Linked DNA regions of Mus musculus: regions 2, 3 and 4 are each linked to region 1. A link is a contact called in public ChIA-PET and HiChIP or PLAC-seq data. All regions are on one chromosome and are shown on one strand. Each heading gives the region's core, a stretch centred on a gene start, on an enhancer-like site or on the middle of the called end of the contact. The rest is flanking DNA. Distances are from core to core; before and after follow the strand shown. Region 1 holds the start of Pex3 (peroxisomal biogenesis factor 3). Region 2 overlaps Hivep2 (human immunodeficiency virus type I enhancer binding protein 2). Region 3 overlaps Hivep2 (human immunodeficiency virus type I enhancer binding protein 2). Region 4 overlaps Hivep2 (human immunodeficiency virus type I enhancer binding protein 2).

Evidence for each region. ChIA-PET counts read pairs in DNA pulled down with a chosen protein or histone mark. HiChIP or PLAC-seq counts read pairs in DNA pulled down with a chosen protein or histone mark.
Region 2: an RNA polymerase II ChIA-PET map of memory CD8 T cells shows a contact between it and region 1, with 131 read pairs. The contact joins the enhancer-like site here to the promoter of Pex3 in region 1. A contact is called at or near these places in 11 of 39 promoter capture datasets (the 3T3-L1 cell line, 3T3-L1-derived adipocytes, the C10 cell line and 6 more), 4 of 15 datasets of contacts at CTCF or cohesin (the NIH/3T3 cell line, large pre-B cells, pro-B cells and 1 more), 33 of 484 Hi-C or Micro-C datasets (the AtT-20 cell line, B cells, the C10 cell line and 23 more), 30 of 115 datasets of contacts at active chromatin or transcription factors (the 230-238 cell line, T-cell acute lymphoblastic leukemia, acute myeloid leukemia and 20 more) and 5 of 9 other capture datasets (adipose tissue, embryonic stem cells, liver and 2 more).
Region 3: an HNF4G HiChIP or PLAC-seq map of pancreatic cancer cells shows a contact between it and region 1. The contact joins the enhancer-like site here to the promoter of Pex3 in region 1. A contact is called at or near these places in 10 of 39 promoter capture datasets (3T3-L1-derived adipocytes, cranial neural crest, embryonic stem cells and 7 more), 1 of 15 datasets of contacts at CTCF or cohesin (the NIH/3T3 cell line), 7 of 484 Hi-C or Micro-C datasets (CD4 T cells, cortical neurons, forebrain and 3 more), 16 of 115 datasets of contacts at active chromatin or transcription factors (the 230-238 cell line, the NIH/3T3 cell line, astrocytes and 11 more) and 3 of 9 other capture datasets (adipose tissue, embryonic stem cells and liver).
Region 4: an H3K4me3 HiChIP or PLAC-seq map of bone marrow-derived macrophages shows a contact between it and region 1, with 4 times the contacts expected there. The contact joins the enhancer-like site here to the promoter of Pex3 in region 1. A contact is called at or near these places in 12 of 39 promoter capture datasets (the C10 cell line, the HPC-7 cell line, HPC-7-derived erythroid cells and 8 more), 1 of 15 datasets of contacts at CTCF or cohesin (the NIH/3T3 cell line), 15 of 484 Hi-C or Micro-C datasets (B cells, the BV-2 cell line, LSK cells and 12 more), 20 of 115 datasets of contacts at active chromatin or transcription factors (the 230-238 cell line, astrocytes, bone marrow-derived macrophages and 13 more) and 5 of 9 other capture datasets (adipose tissue, bone marrow-derived macrophages, embryonic stem cells and 2 more).

The regions. Positions count from the first base shown.
Region 1 is chr10:13,551,558-13,555,254 of GRCm38.p6, forward strand. Pex3 (peroxisomal biogenesis factor 3) reads right to left here and starts at 1,585. Exons shown (of 12, transcript NM_019961.3): 1 at 1,269-1,585. The coding sequence starts at 1,341. It overlaps Adat2 (adenosine deaminase, tRNA-specific 2), which reads left to right and starts at 1,350. Exons shown (of 6, transcript NM_025748.4): 1 at 1,350-1,804. The coding sequence starts at 1,709.
Region 2 is chr10:14,043,148-14,046,844 of GRCm38.p6, forward strand. All of the region lies in intron 1 of Hivep2 (human immunodeficiency virus type I enhancer binding protein 2), which reads left to right. Among named protein-coding and RNA genes, the nearest start is that of Hivep2, 79 kb to the left of the region's middle. Within about 2 kb of position 2,069, at least 130 of the 459 cell types and tissues checked have an H3K27ac peak or open chromatin away from gene starts, as enhancers often do. A contact at or near this core is called in the 230-238 cell line, B cells, the C2C12 cell line and 21 more, where this site is marked.
Region 3 is chr10:14,016,204-14,019,900 of GRCm38.p6, forward strand. All of the region lies in intron 1 of Hivep2 (human immunodeficiency virus type I enhancer binding protein 2), which reads left to right. Among named protein-coding and RNA genes, the nearest start is that of Hivep2, 52 kb to the left of the region's middle. Within about 2 kb of position 1,813, at least 164 of the 459 cell types and tissues checked have an H3K27ac peak or open chromatin away from gene starts, as enhancers often do. A contact at or near this core is called in the NIH/3T3 cell line, adipose tissue, astrocytes and 12 more, where this site is marked.
Region 4 is chr10:13,981,976-13,985,672 of GRCm38.p6, forward strand. All of the region lies in intron 1 of Hivep2 (human immunodeficiency virus type I enhancer binding protein 2), which reads left to right. Among named protein-coding and RNA genes, the nearest start is that of Hivep2, 17 kb to the left of the region's middle. Within about 2 kb of position 1,861, at least 300 of the 459 cell types and tissues checked have an H3K27ac peak or open chromatin away from gene starts, as enhancers often do. A contact at or near this core is called in the 230-238 cell line, B cells, the BV-2 cell line and 21 more, where this site is marked.

The DNA.
Region 1 (3,697 bases), core at 335-2,834:
TATCGTTTCAAAAAAAACCTATTACTATATGCATATACTCTTTAATTTCTCCTATGATTATTTCTGATCTGCCATTAAGTATTTCATAAACTGTAAGGGTTAGGCTTTTCCCTCTGAAATTGCTAGAGACAATTTTCTTCCCTTAGGTAGAGCAAAAATTTTTCTTTATACGTCTTCCATGACAACTTTATCTTTAGCATATGTATTCTATAATATTGGTACAATTTATATACCTTAGATATTAGAGACTGGAGGTAATATAAAACACATTGTATCTATAAAGTATTTCCTATAAAATATGAACTATTATTCATTTGTGCTATACCTCAGAGATATGCAGAATGTGGTTACTGTTTTACAAATGTCCTAATATTTTAAGTCATATTATGATATATTTATACACACACACACATAGATCAGAGGATAGTGGTAACAGTTCTTAAAACTCAAGTTTTAAAAATTCTTTTAAACTCCCTTTTTGTGTTGTTCAAAAGATTCCCTTCTTAAAATCCCATAATTATTAACTGAGGGTTGTCTTTCCAAGACAAAGGGTTTAAAGCAGTGTGTGTGTGTGTGTGTGTGTGTGTTGCTCCTTCCCTGGGACCCAATGCAGTCAGCCTAGGCAAGCACTCTACCACAAAGTTACAATTCCAGCATCAAGATTTTTATCCTGTTTCTAACTTTCCTCTCAGCCAGTGAACTCAACTATATCACCAAAATGGATCATGACCACAACCTTGCCAGTCCTGACAACACTGCAGAATAAGCACTGTGTTGATATATAGTTTGTACTTTACAATTGGAGAACAGAAATTATCTGCTGTATATTTTACAGCAACATGCTGTTTTCGGTTTACCTTTAAACACCACCTCAAAGAGCAGACTTAAGATAATGGCCCTAGAATATTTCGAAACTCGTGTGAAAGGTTGAAAGCAGAGTTGACAAACAGAATGAAAATCTAACAGGAAAGCAAAAGAAGAAAATTGGAAGGCAAATGTATCTATCTATACGAGAATAGTGCTTTGAAAAGAAACTTCATTGGGGTAGACTCTTGAAGGCCCATGGGGAGAAAAAGGACGGGGGCAGAGTGAGGGGCAAAGGGCACAGAGATCCAGATAAAAGAACTTTAGAGGTTCTTCTTTGACGGTTGAGCCAATCCCTTCGACAAATCCCAGTTTGGTATCAGTGGGCCCTGCCTGTTTTTATAAGTCACCTCTGTCACTCCTTTCTGCCAATGGCCCCTTCTAAAAAGCATGTTGTCACTCACCTCCGAGGACTGTGCCCAGGAAGATGCATTTCTTTTTGTGACGTTTCAGAAAATTCCACATTGATCTCAGCATCTCCAGACCCCGTGTTGTGTGGGTTGCCTAGGGGAGAGGGGCTGGCTCACCGTGTCTTCCGTCCACCTGGCCTGGACCTCCGGCAGCAGCGCGGTGGCGGCGCTAGGTGCTCTCCAGAAACCACAGACGTTTCTCTGAGCAGAGGTTGTGGCTTAAGCGGAGGAAGGGGGCGTGGACTAGAGCGGAGCAGCGACGCTTTCGGTCCCCCAGCCGCCGCTTACTGATCCGGGACGCCTGGGTCCGTCCGCAAATAGCTCCCGGGTGCCTCGTCTTTTCCCGTCCTCCTGGAAGCAAGGTCCGCTCCCGCCGCGTTCCGCTGTCCTCTCTTCTCTCGTCCCTCGGCCCGGAGTCTCTGAGCGGCGGAGGTATGGAGGAGAAGGTGGAGTCCACCACTACTCCAGACGGCCCGTGCGTGGTGTCCGTACAGGAGACGGAAAAGTGGATGGAGGAGGCGATGCGAATGGTGAGGAATCGGGCAGGTGGATGCTGAGAGCGCAAACTTTCTCCCGGCCATATCCTGACCAGAGTAGTTGAGCAAATGTGCCGGGCGCGCTATCTATCATGTCTGAAAATACCTGAAGCAGCAACTTGTTTTATTCTAGGGGGAATTTTTCTTTAGCTTTGTCTCATAGTAATTGGGGTGAAGGGAAAATACAGAAACGGTTCGATTGATGTATTACAGGGAGTCTTATCTGCCGCCTGGGGATGTGTGCTCCCTACCTGCCTATCTTCCTTCCCATGTGGACACATACTTTCAAATCCATAAAGCCACATTATTTTATGGCTTGCTCCCATATAATGGGAGGAAGCTGATGTTTCTGTAAAGGGTCATATCAAAACGTGTCCTGGTACAATCCTCACCGATGATGTGTCTACTCTTTCTACGATACTTTTCTCTGCCCTTGTATTCCCTTCCTTCCTGCGATTCTTATAGATTGCTCATCATGGAGAGCTCTGGTCGTATTTTTACATGTTTTCCCAAGCTTATTACCCATATCGATGTGTGGCAGGGATAGACGTTTGTGGCAGGGATATACATACAAACTATGTATGTATACACAGTTTGATGCTGGGTTTTCATTCTGTGAACATGGAACACCAATTTGTTTACAGCATTGTAAAGGCCTTAAAACTGAGCTCAGCCTTTGGTGTGGGGATATTATTTTTGTTTATTCTTTTACAAAATTAAAATATCTCACCTTTTTATTCTAATGGTTACAGAAGTTCACCTTCATAAGAAATTAAAATCTAGAAGACAGAAACATGTTTTCCACCCCACGCCCCCAGACAAATGGCATAATGCATTCTTTTAATTTTTTAATTAACATCTTTTTTTTTTTTTTTTTTTTTTTTGGTCATCTTTCTCAGAGCTCGGGGTGGGAAGAAGAGAGCCTTTGTTCATCAGTTGTCGAGTTGAGAATTTGTTGGTTTAAGGAAGATCAAGTCACCATTTCAGTGGCAGAGCTTTGGCCTCTTCCAAAGAAGGCCAGCTTCTTAAGTTCAAATCCATCTAAACAGTTAGACCTATTTGACTCAACTCTTTTGCATTTGTGACAAAGGGAAGGGACAGACTGGAAGAAATGGGAGGGGCAATGGAAAGTCTGAGACTGGGTGGAGTGTTGTGGATTTTCAGCCTCAAGCTTTGAACTTGTCCATAGAGGAAATGCATGCACATTTGCATGTATTTGCCCTGGGAAGCAGTTCTTCTCAATCAACCCCCATAGACTGCTTTCCTAGAGCTTCACTTTCTCTCAATGGCCGTTGCATCTGCTCAGCCACTCACCAGCATCCTGGCCTACAAGCTGTGCCTTAGCAATTATGTTGTATGTCTCTTTAAGGTAGCCCTATCATTTCTAGTGAGATAAATTTGCTGGAAGGAGAGAGAGAGAGAGAGAGAGAGAGAGAGAGAGAGAGAGAGAGAGAGAACGAACCCAGAGGAACTAGGTACCAAGAAGCCCAGTCCTCCGTTGACCTGGAAGTAGAGAAAGGCTGCCAAGACAGCAATGTTCTGCAGCATGTTGGGTGCACAGTGGATAAAGCTCTTGACACTCCCTATCTCTTTGCTTCTACCTATGTACTTCCCACTTGGTTGGGGAGTTTAAAAATAAGTGATTGTTGTGTGCACATGTGTGTGGAGCAGGTGCACATGTGTGTGTATGTATCTGTGTGTGTGTGCTCGAATGTGTGTGAAGATTCCAGGACAACTTTTGGGAGGAGAGAAATTTTTCTCCTTCCATTTTTTCTCCTTCCACTGTAGGTTCTGCGGATGGAACTCATCATCATGCTTTCACAGTGAATCCTGCTGCGCCATCTTACTGGCCCAGCCATCTCACTAGCCCAGTCTTCGATTCTCTTC
Region 2 (3,697 bases), core at 819-3,318, 490 kb after region 1:
ACAAGCAGTTAAAAAATTCCTGAGGCGGGCAGGAAGTTCTTCATATTTATCCACACAAAGGGCCTATTTCACAGTGTTTCTCTTCTTGGTTGTGATTAACATGAGTGGGCGTCACTCAGAATCAATATGTGTGTGTTTTGATTGAGACCTAGATTTTTTTTTTTTTTTACCCATTTTAAAGAAATACAGAAGATCTGAAGGGCTAGAACCCTTTTCCTTTAAAATAACTTAGAAGGCGAAACCTGTTTTCACTTTCTCTAGTGCGTGTGTGTGTGATGTGTGTGTGTGTGTCTGTGTGTGTGTGTATGTCTCTGTGTATGTCTGTATGTGTTTATGCATGCACATGTCTGTGTGTGTGTGTGTGAGTGCATGCATGTAAGCATGCAAGTGTTTGCGTATGTGTGTGTGTGTCTTTGTGTGTATGTCTGTGTGTGTGTGTGTATGTCTGGGTGTGTGTGAGTATGCATGCACGTGGGCCAGAGGTTGACATTTCTCAACACTCTCCACCTTGATTTTTGAGATGGGGTTTCTCACTGAACCCAGTGTTTGTAGAGTAGGCTAGAGTAAGAGAATGAATGCGCTTGCTTCCATTTTTCCTCCATCCCAGTTCTAGAGTAGCCAAAATTGTGCTTGACGTCTTTTGCAGGCTCTGAAGATTCAAACTGGGACCTCCACTTTTCCTCACTCCTTCAAAACGAAGATTTTAATTTCCCCTGGAGTCCCCTGTCTTCATTGACTTTTAAAGAAAACATTTTAAAAGTTTTAAAGAAAAACAGCTTCAAAGTCGCAATATTAGATCAAGGAGCTATAGGCAGAAATCTGTTCCTAATTGTGACTTTTTTCTTCCAGATTTAAAAAAAAAATAGATTGTGTACTTGACTAACTCCAAAGTTGTCAGTCAAAAGTGACTTTCCTGTCACAGATCATCCGGTGTTTGCTGAGCGGCTATTGCCGCATGCAACCTCTCAGAGCTCTTGGTCTGTGAGAAAGGCAGATGCAAAGGAACGCAGGATGAGGGATTCCAGAGACGTGGTGACCAGAATGTAGGCAGAGGAGGGGAGACACAGGTCATCGGAAGTCGGAGTGGGAGGCTGGAGGCCGGGCTGAGTGCTCAGGAAGTACTCACCCATTGCTTGCTGTTACCTAGGCTCAGCCTGGGGGGCTGCTGGCTTCAGTGATGCACACATTCTGTTGCACCCCTCCCCCACTCCCCCAGGAGGCAGACACAGATCATCCTTCTCATTCACGTGTGTGTGTGTGTGTGTGTGTGTGTGTGTGTGTGTGTGTGTGTATGTGTGTATGTGTGTGTGTGTGTGAGAGAGAGAGAGAGACAGACAGACAGACAGACAGACAGACAGGGATGCACAAATGCAGCTATGTGCTTCCGTGCACACACACGCCCCCTGTAAGTTTGTGGAGGGTCTGGGAGGAATTGACTTTAGAACAGGGTCTTGACTGAGGTGGTGGGGGTCAAGCAGAGCAGCCATGCTGTTTTGTACCTTAAACATGTCCTTAAACGTCCCTGGAAAAAGAAAGCAGCCTTTTCCAGTGAGGGAGAAGGACGCCTCTCCATGGTTATAAGTAGATGCTAGGTTGGCATTTCATACTTGCTTTTTTTTTTTAAAAATAGATTCGTAACTATTTTTTTAACCAGACTCTTAACTGTGGGATTTGCTTAGCAAACCTGAGTTGCAATTCCACTTGTAAGTGGTCTTCTCCCCCAAACTGCCATTTCTGGTGTCAGCTACAAGGACCTAGCACAGAGCTTGCAGCACCTCCCTAGCTCAGGCCCAGCTCCAAGGTCAGCTTTCTGAGTTGAGGCTGCGGGGAAGTTCATGCCGAATCCCCAAGTCCTGTCTCAGCCAAGGTGAGGCCTTGGCTAGGAATGGACAAACCCCACCTGACACACACAGACACACACACACACACACACACACACACACACACTACCCATGGTTAGGTGTTTACAGCATCTAATCTTCAGCAATTAAAGAGAAGAAGTGTGGGTGGGGTAAAAAATAGCAATACCCACATTGTGAAGTCTTTGAGAAAAACAGGAAACTAGTCTTTTTTAACCAGTGATGCCCAGAACTGGTTATTGCAAAGAGCTTGTTTTCCTAATGTGATGTGGTCAGCCCAGCTGTGGCAGAAGTTGAATTCTGCTCATTATGACGGGCGTCTGTGGATTCATTTAGCTGACAAACCTATAGACAGGCGAGCATAATTATCAGTGGTAACCTGGTCATTATGGCCGGATGGTGTTTGGGGAAACAATGTGCCCCAGTCCTGAAAGCCGGTGAGAACATATGAAATAAGAACATTTGACCGACCCAGAGTTATTTCCAGGAGTTGTAAACGAACCAGGCCTGTTTGTTGTAAAGGAGCTGATAGAGTTTCTGTCTTCATTATTTTATTTTATTTTATTTTAATTTTTAAGTTGACAGGCAGCACTGGGTGTTAGTATATATCATTTTGTGACTTGCTCATCAGCCCAAGCTTCATGTACAATGTTTTAAACTTCTCGTTGTTGGCACCCAGTGTCTGGTTTCAGTTAAATCAGTTGAGAATTAAAAGTGGGGTCAGAAATGACTTTCATCCTCCTCAAGGTCACATGGATTCCCTTGCCTTGGTGGGCAGTGCAGAAAGGAACGACCTTGGGGAACACGATTTAGGCAATTGTCAGCTAGACTTTTGGCCTTGAGGAAAGTGTAGGCTGCTTCAGAACCAAAGCAAAAGGAGAAATCCCCATGGTCTCCACTGCAGTCTTTCACTGGGTTAGTGTCAGACAGGCGGAGGAGGCTTCCCCTCTACTTCCTGCTGTGGGTTCTGGGTCACTGGGGAGCCCATCTCCACCAGCCCTCTCTGCAGACTGTTTCTCAGTGGCGGTGTCATCTCAGGGATGAAGGGGGGCTAGACTTTTTCAACTGCTTATTGTTTTGTTTTGGGTTTTTTTTTTTTTTTTTTTTTTTTTTTGGTTGCCAAGCCAAGCTTTGGGTCTGTGTAGTGGAGGCTTTACGCTTGCCTGTTTGTATCAGACTTTACAGTTGTCTCTTTAATAAGTAAGCTACTCGCCCTTCTCTTTTGTGAAGCCTGTTTTCAGTGCATGATCCAGGCAGCATGCCTGGGATTAGCAGTGCCCCCTCTCCAGCTGACTGCCCAGGCAGTTCCAAAAAAGGCAATCGTCCCTGCTATTGATTTCTGTGGAGCATCAGTCATGTTGGAGTTATTTACCACGAGAGAGGAGTAAGCGTCTTGCATCTGTCTCTTAGGTTTAACACAAGGGCACTGTACAGCAAGCCTGTCTCCATTCTGATCTAAGGAGATATTTTTTCCTCTCCTTGGAGGCAGCTTGGCCAGGGCAGTTAAGTGGATCTGGGGAGTATGAAGGTCTTGGTTTTTTAACCCCTTGCTGCTTCTTAGTGAAAAGGGAGGACAGTGGATGGATGCTGTCTGCCACTTAGCCCTTCCCAGGATGTGGTAAAGTAATGAGATAATAGTTGTTGAGTACACTCAAACGCAGATGAGAGATAGTTCTAAAAGTGCCAGCCCTTACTGGGGGGAAAAAAGCTAACAACAGAACTAGCAAACAAACATGTTTTATCAAGACTCAGATTTCAAATGCATCTTAAAATCTGGTGTTTCTGTGGGGAAAACAAAGCCCTGGGGCATTATGATAATGTTGAAGTGGCAGGAAAAA
Region 3 (3,697 bases), core at 563-3,062, 460 kb after region 1:
AAGCAGATTGTGTCTCATCTTATTATTTTTTGTTTGTTTCTTAAATTTTCTTTATTGTTTATTAAAAAAAAAAAAACCAAACAGTGGAATTCTGTAAAAGGAGGACTTATCATGGCCTCACAGCTTATACAGATGCTAATGCTTGAGCTGTTTAGACCGCTGCAATATGGATGACTTAACCGGTAGAAGTGCACATGTGTTTCTCCCACATTGCTTAGTGATTCTCAACTAGGGGGCACCCGTGAACGTTTCCGGTTAGGTTCCTTAAACTAGGCCACATACTGTTGACACATATGCATAGGAGAGAAATTCGAGCACTCTGTGAAAAATCTTTGAACTAAAAATAATTTTCACCTGTATTTATAGCCCTGCTATCATACTTGAGGAAAGTGGTGAAGAGCTTACCAGTAGAGAAAGGTGTCACCTTTGCTGTTCCAGAGAAGTCAGATACTTCTAAAACAAAAGCCCGCAATGCTCTGTCAGAGTGACAGTCTTGTTGCTAAGAGCCCTTTGCTAGTCGTGTAGGCAGGGCAGCCAGTAACATCAGGTACTGAGATCAACTCTATCACAGATCCCTTCTGTGTGGCTGATAAATTTGCATGACAACAGTGGAAATCTGCATTATTCGGAGAATCGCCAAGTAAGGCTAACAAGGAGGAGGACATAGCAAGCAGGCGAGGTGTTCAAATCCTGAGGCTGAATTTTAGGGTCTGTGATAGCCAGTTTCCTTCATTGTTCGCCGTAGGAAACTTGGAGGGGAACATTTTTAGATATTCAGATAGAAAATATGTCAAAATCCAGCCTTTTCTGATCTGCAAGCTGCACATATGTTTGAGTAGGATGGGAAAGGAACAAATAACTTGAATTATTATTATAATTGTGATACACGTAAAAAGATATTTTTCTCCTCATAAAACAACAACAACAACAACAACAACCTAACAATCCAGGCTTTATGCCATCATTAATATTTTGTCACTTGCTTGGTTAAGATCTCATCATTTCTTATTTTCATGCACCCATTTGTTGAACAGTGGTCATGCTCATGAGCTATTAATCTTAATGAGCACATAAATGTTCCACATGTAGCAGGTGTATGTAACACACACCATAATTATTCCTATAAATGATCCAACCACTTCTGAACAATTATAACCGCAAAGACAGGGAGCAGAATGTCAGCTTCTGTGGTGTACCTTGTTATTAAGTTTTATTCCACTTAAAAGCATGTTTTCCAGAGACAAAAGATTCACAACTGCAGTTTGTACTATTTTCCTACCTTCAGTTGAGGAAACAGCCATGACTATGGATCTCCTGTGGCGACTATGTATCTCCTGTGGTGACTATGTATCTCCTGTGGTGACAATGTATCTCTGGACTGCTTGAGTCTAATGTTCTTAGGCCATGTGTGTTATAAGCAGAAATTGTGCTTTGAAAGTTGTGAGTAGAATTAACAATGCTGTGGCATTTTGTGAGATGGCTGGTTGGTACTGTTTGATGCTTAGAAAGAGATGCTAAAACTTACTAAACAGCTTGTTACGGTGGGAGCATGTTTAAAGCAACTATTCCTGGTTCTGTCTGTTGAACTTAAACTTCAGCCACTTACTGTGGCACATTGACTTCAGGTCTGTTGTAAGAAAGTCTAAATGTAGGCTGTTGAATAATCCCTTTGAGGGCCCTGTGACTATTTTTATGCCTGGATATGCGTCATCAGTGGGTATTTTCTCTGGTGACTCGCTTACATCAGGTCTCCTTCCATACATTCTCCCAGCGAGTGACTTATGATTGATGGGAGCCACGGCTGTTGTTTAGCTTTATCTGTGACCTCAGCGAGTGGACAACAGGAATTTCCAGGCTGTTAAATTCCCTGCATGCCTGAAGACAGGGGCTCACGGTGTTGATCAAGGCAGGTAGTGAGGGATATTATTCACCAGTGATGACGGGGGAGGGACAGAAGAAGAAGGGGGAGGGAGAAAGAGGGGAAGGGAGGGGAATTCCTTTTGTGAACAGCCGAATCCCTGGCTCAGCTCTTTCCTTAGCTCTTCGCTGTGGCTGCCTGTGGGGAAAGGTGCATTTCCGGACCGAGAAAGTGGATAGTTAGAACCCCCGCTGTGGGCAGCTGGGGGAGGAGGGTGGCAACTCTGGGTTGGATAGAGCTGCATAGGATTCTAATTAGTTAAGAGGTTGCCTTTCATATCTGCTGGAAAGATCCATGAGCAGCTGAATTGTTGTTGCTGTTGTTAGCCATGAATAAGAGCAGAGGTTCTAAATTTTAAGATGTTGAGTAGGCACAGTGATAAGAATTTTGTGTTTGAGTTTAGTTGGCTATCCATGTAGCACTGATTTTATTTTTTAACCTGCACCTTATTTTGACAAGCTATGGAGACCTGTGCATTTGTGTATATGTGTGGAGATGAATTATAACTAACACACAGGAATTTTTAATTTGCTTCCTTTCCCACTTTTTTTTTTCTTTCGAACGAATGTAAGATTACTAAACTGTAGCCAGATTGGCCCCAATATCTAAAACGCTGTGTGTGCTCTCCCCCAAATGGTCTGTCTGTCTGTCTCCACACCACTTCTTTCCTCCTCTTTATCTTCCTGTCTTTATCATTTCCTCCTGCTACTTGTTTGCAGAAGTGATTCCCAATTTCCTGTGGCGTGAAGGAAGGCGGGGCTTAAGCAGGTGGGTGGGGGTCACATGTGAGGCAGGGCACACTAGGCTGCCTCTGTGGGTGGCGATCTTTCTGGTGATGATTTTGGTTTCTTTAAATGCCAATTAGACAAAATGTAAACACTCTTTTTACTGAAATGCAATTATAACATTTACTCATTTAGGTAGAATTACTTTTCTGGTCTTTTAAGACGATTTCCACTATGAAAAGAAATTACTGATTTTGCTTACCAATTTTGTTATTTCCCCCACACACCCCTTCCAAAATCAGGGCATTTTCTCTTAATGTAGCATTACCAGTCTTACTGCAACAACTTTCTTGATAGTTTGCTTCCTAGGAACCAAATTAGGAGATAATCTCTGCCTCTGGTACCCTGAGAAAGAAGTGTGGGGTGAAGAAACTGTCTGGAAGTATTTTATTCATAGCTCTTTGGTTTCATTCTGTTCCATGAAGTGGGCATGGGACATTTTGTAATTATTTTTGTCTCTTCCTTTCACATGAGCCTTCCTAATGGCAAAAACCTATCACCTGCCAAGTCATGTTGTTTCAGTTTTGGTCATTTAAAATTCGAATGACTGTAGGAGAAAGAAAGAGAGGCAGGTGCCAGGCAAAGCTCACCTACCCAAACCCTTTCCTTTCCCTTTGAGAACTCGCTCCTTGGAGAAGCAGGGTGACTCACAAGCAAGCAATTTATCGCTTGAAACTTGTGAGAGATTGAAATTCAGAGCTAGGGGTTTTGAGTCATTGGTAATCGAATAAATTAAGCTTCCTTAATGCATCTGATTAGAAAGAAATCACTTAAACATGGGTGAAGCCCTCTTGGTTGATTCCATTGAAGTATCTCCCAGGTGTCACTGGCAACTCGATTTGCTTTTTGAGGAGTGACAGTGTGTGGAAAGATCCATCTGAGGGGTAGGATGCGTCTATTCTCCTGTGCTCTGTGGTGTAGGGGGTGTCCTAAGGAGGTATACAGTTCTCCCTTTCTTCAAAATGAATGTATGCTTTTATGTGGAGGAGTGGGA
Region 4 (3,697 bases), core at 611-3,110, 430 kb after region 1:
AGTTATCATTTTTTCTTGTAATTAACAATCTATCTCATTAGCAAACTGAAAGGAAACTATTTCAGTTTTTATTTCATAATAATTATACAATACCTTATGGTCTTATTTTTAACCACTGTTAACCTTAACCCACTGACTTGTAGAATTACCCAGGGTTATCATGGTTATGGCTTGAAACGAAATACAAGTCTGGAAATTGAGGCTAAAGAAAAAAAAAAATCAGTGGCTTAAAAACTATAAATCGATCATTTTTCCCTTAAAATATTTTGGTCCTGTTTTTTGTTGTTATTATCCAGGGTAAGAGCAAGACCAAATAGATCTTAGGAGACTTTTAAGAAATAAATTACGAGCATTAAAGACCTCAGTAGGTGGAAGTTTATGCTGTGCAGTGGGTATTTAATGAGAACATAGCATTTCCTGTTTGTCTTCGACTTCATTGGAGGTGCGCAGTATGGAAATCAGCTTTCATTTCTGCCATGTGTCAGTTGTTTAAGGAATCAATATTGGAGATAAAAAGTGGGGCTCGAGGGGAGGAAGGGGGAGGGCAGGCAACTTTTGATGCTTTAAAAGATTCCTGGTAGCCAGGTGTGGTGGCGGACGCCTTTAATCCCAGCACTTGGGAGGCAGAGGCAGGTGGATTTCTGAGTTTGAGGCCAGCCTGGTCTACAAAGTGAGTTCCAGAACAGCCAGGGCTATACAGAGAAACCCTGTCTCGAAAAACAAAACAAAACAAAACAAAACAAACAAAAAAAAGATTCCTGGTAGAGAGTCCTATTAGGGAAACTGCAATCAGGATCGGGCAAGGAAAGTGCTTCTTCAGCCTCTGAAGATGCATGCCTCTTCTTGCTGGGGCCGGGCGGGGGTTGGTGGGCGGGAGTTGAGTCCTGCAGGACCGTAAGGCGTCAGGTGGCCTCTTGTGGGACTGCAGACCCGGGAGGCGCAGCGTTGCAGCGGGAGTCTCAGCGCACGCCCCCGCCTGCGAGCCCCCGCCCTGCCGGCAGCTGACCTTTGGCCCAGGGGCGGCCATCCGAAGGCGCTGACTGCGATGACGTCTCCCTGGCTGTCAGTGCACAACAGGAAATGCTCTCCGCCTCCCCACTTCCTGCCTGGAGAAAGTGGGGCTCGCTGCTCTAGCAGCCGGCCTAGTTTCGGGGCCCATGCGGAGCACCCTGGTTGCGCAAGGGCTCTGGGTGCAAGGCCTGGCAGGGGCTGCCTGGGCGGAAAGCCAGGGTGAGCACTGGCCGCGGACCGCCCAGCCTGGGGACCCCGAGCATCCGGAGGGGTCCCGGAAAGGAGGCCCCAGTGCTGAATAATGCTGACCTCACAGGGCCTCTGTTGATTCTCTGTTGTAAAGCCCTGACAGGAAGCCTCCTCTTTAACCCTCCTTCCAAAGGCCACCTTTGACTTTGTTGTGGAAATACTGACAAGGGCATCTGGGGCAAAACCTAAATATCAGGCCTGGGGACCCTGCAGGACAGACCCCTTCATAGTCATTTAAGCCATTGTTTAGGTAAAGTGAGGTTTTCTTTTCTTTCTGTGTGTTTTTTTTTTTTAAATATGAACCATTTTGCAAACTTAGGACAGTAATACATCAGTAGCTGTGGATGTATTATCTCGAATTTGCAGATATTTTGCTGATCTCTTTCTCCCTGGTAGACTTCAAACAACGGAAACCAAAGCACGTCAACCTAGGCTTATTAATAAGACATGTTTACATAACCCTTGAAACTGCATTTTAGAACGATATACAATCTATAATTTAGTACCGCGGATGCCCGTGTCGCGCATGCTTGCCAGTACGATAAAGGGAAGAGCCGTCAGCTAAGCAAGCATTGTGCTTATTTCCCTGGCTGACTCATGAATAGGCTTTGTCATGGGAGACTGTTCTTCTGGCCACACGGCCAAAATGCCAAAGTTCACTGGGAGGTCTACTGAGGTTTCTTATGTCAAACACTTGACAGAGTTTTAGTTAGATGAAAATACTGTGTAGTAGTTTCTATTAAACCCCAGGAATATTGTGGAACACGCACTTTACTCTCTGTGTTCTGCTACACTGACCTATGCTTTTGAAAGCGTAGCTTAAATGTCCTCACATGATTAGCCCATGTGTGTAGCATATGATGTCATTAGCCTTGGGAACTGTCAACTGATTTATGCAGTGAAGAACTTTAAGGCTATTTGAGAAGAGTTTTAAGTAAGACCTGTGGGTCTTGAAATCATGTCTTTGGTTTGTTTGTTTGCTTGCTTGCTTGTTTTTTTCTTTCTGGTGTGTATCTGTGGGAGGATAGTTTTGTTTCTTTTGAACTTCTACAGATTATAGAAGGCTACTCAGGGAAATAAACTTGGAGCATAAAAATCAGGGCAAGTTGTAGTTGAGGGGGGCTGACATCATTGTGTAGGCATTACCACATGCTAGCACACCTTATCAAACACAGAGCCTAAAGAATGTTAGGCAAGCTTGCTACCACTCAGCTGCACCCATGATGCAATCTTGATTGTTTAACAATTTGAAGAGCAAACAAGACCATGGGAATTAAAATCTCAGTGGAATAGAAGAATGTTACATTAGTAAAAGATTAAATTTGGGAGGTGATTTTCTTGTCCTTGTACTGACATAGGCAGGAGGTACATTGGATGTCCTGTAAACTATTGAAGTACATGTGAATTTCATCTTTGAGGTTACACTATGTTTGAGCCCATTGTCCATTGCTTTTCTGTATGATTTAACCACTTCTAAATCCAGCTTGTCCGTGTATGACATTAGCATTATGCAGATATTTATTTAGTAGTCGATTAATAAGGATCAATTACTCCAGATTTGAATTAACAATAATCTCCAGTTTTTATGCACCTTCTTGTTCGAGGTGCTAAGTAGGATCCTTAGACTCATTAACTAAATCTCATAATTGTCAGGAGAGTAACATACACTTGTGTGAAAACCATTTTATGAGGAGCCCTTCTGAGTGGTACCAAATTAGAATTTTTATAATATTTATCCAAACCAACATTTGATCTATATTTGTGGCTCAAATATATGTGCTTCATTTCATCCATGAATAGATATGCCTAGTTTGGAGGAAATACTTTTTTTTTAAAAAAAGATTGTATGTATGTATGTTTGTATGTATGTATGTATGTATGTATGTATGTATGTATGTATGTATATGAATACACTGTAGCTGTCTTCAGACACACCAGAAGAGGGCATCGGATCCCATTACAGATGGTTGTGAGCCACCCTGTGGTTGCTGGGAATTGAACTCAGGAGCTCTGGAAGAGCAGTCAGTGCTCTTAACCACTAAGCCATCTCTCCAGCCAGAGGAAATACTTTCTATGGTGCAGAAAGCTCACATGCCTTCATAGAGCTGCCTGACAGCTCCCCCGAGAGCAATAGAAGATGTCTTTTCAACTCTAAGCTGGGAAGTTACATTCTTGGAGGGAAATAAAATAAATAATAAAAAATAAATCATAAAAACACTGCAGAAGAACTTAGAATTATAATTTGAAACATTTTTAAAACGTAATTAAAGCTTCTTTAAGTGATTTATTGGAACACTTTTATTTTCTTATACAAAGGGTTTGCTCTCTACTGTACCTAAGGAACCTTGCAATCAGGGCTGAGTTTGCTCCGTCCTCGCATTATCGCCGATGCCTCCAGCCATGCCCCACCCTGAGCTCTGGCTCCATGTACAGGCGC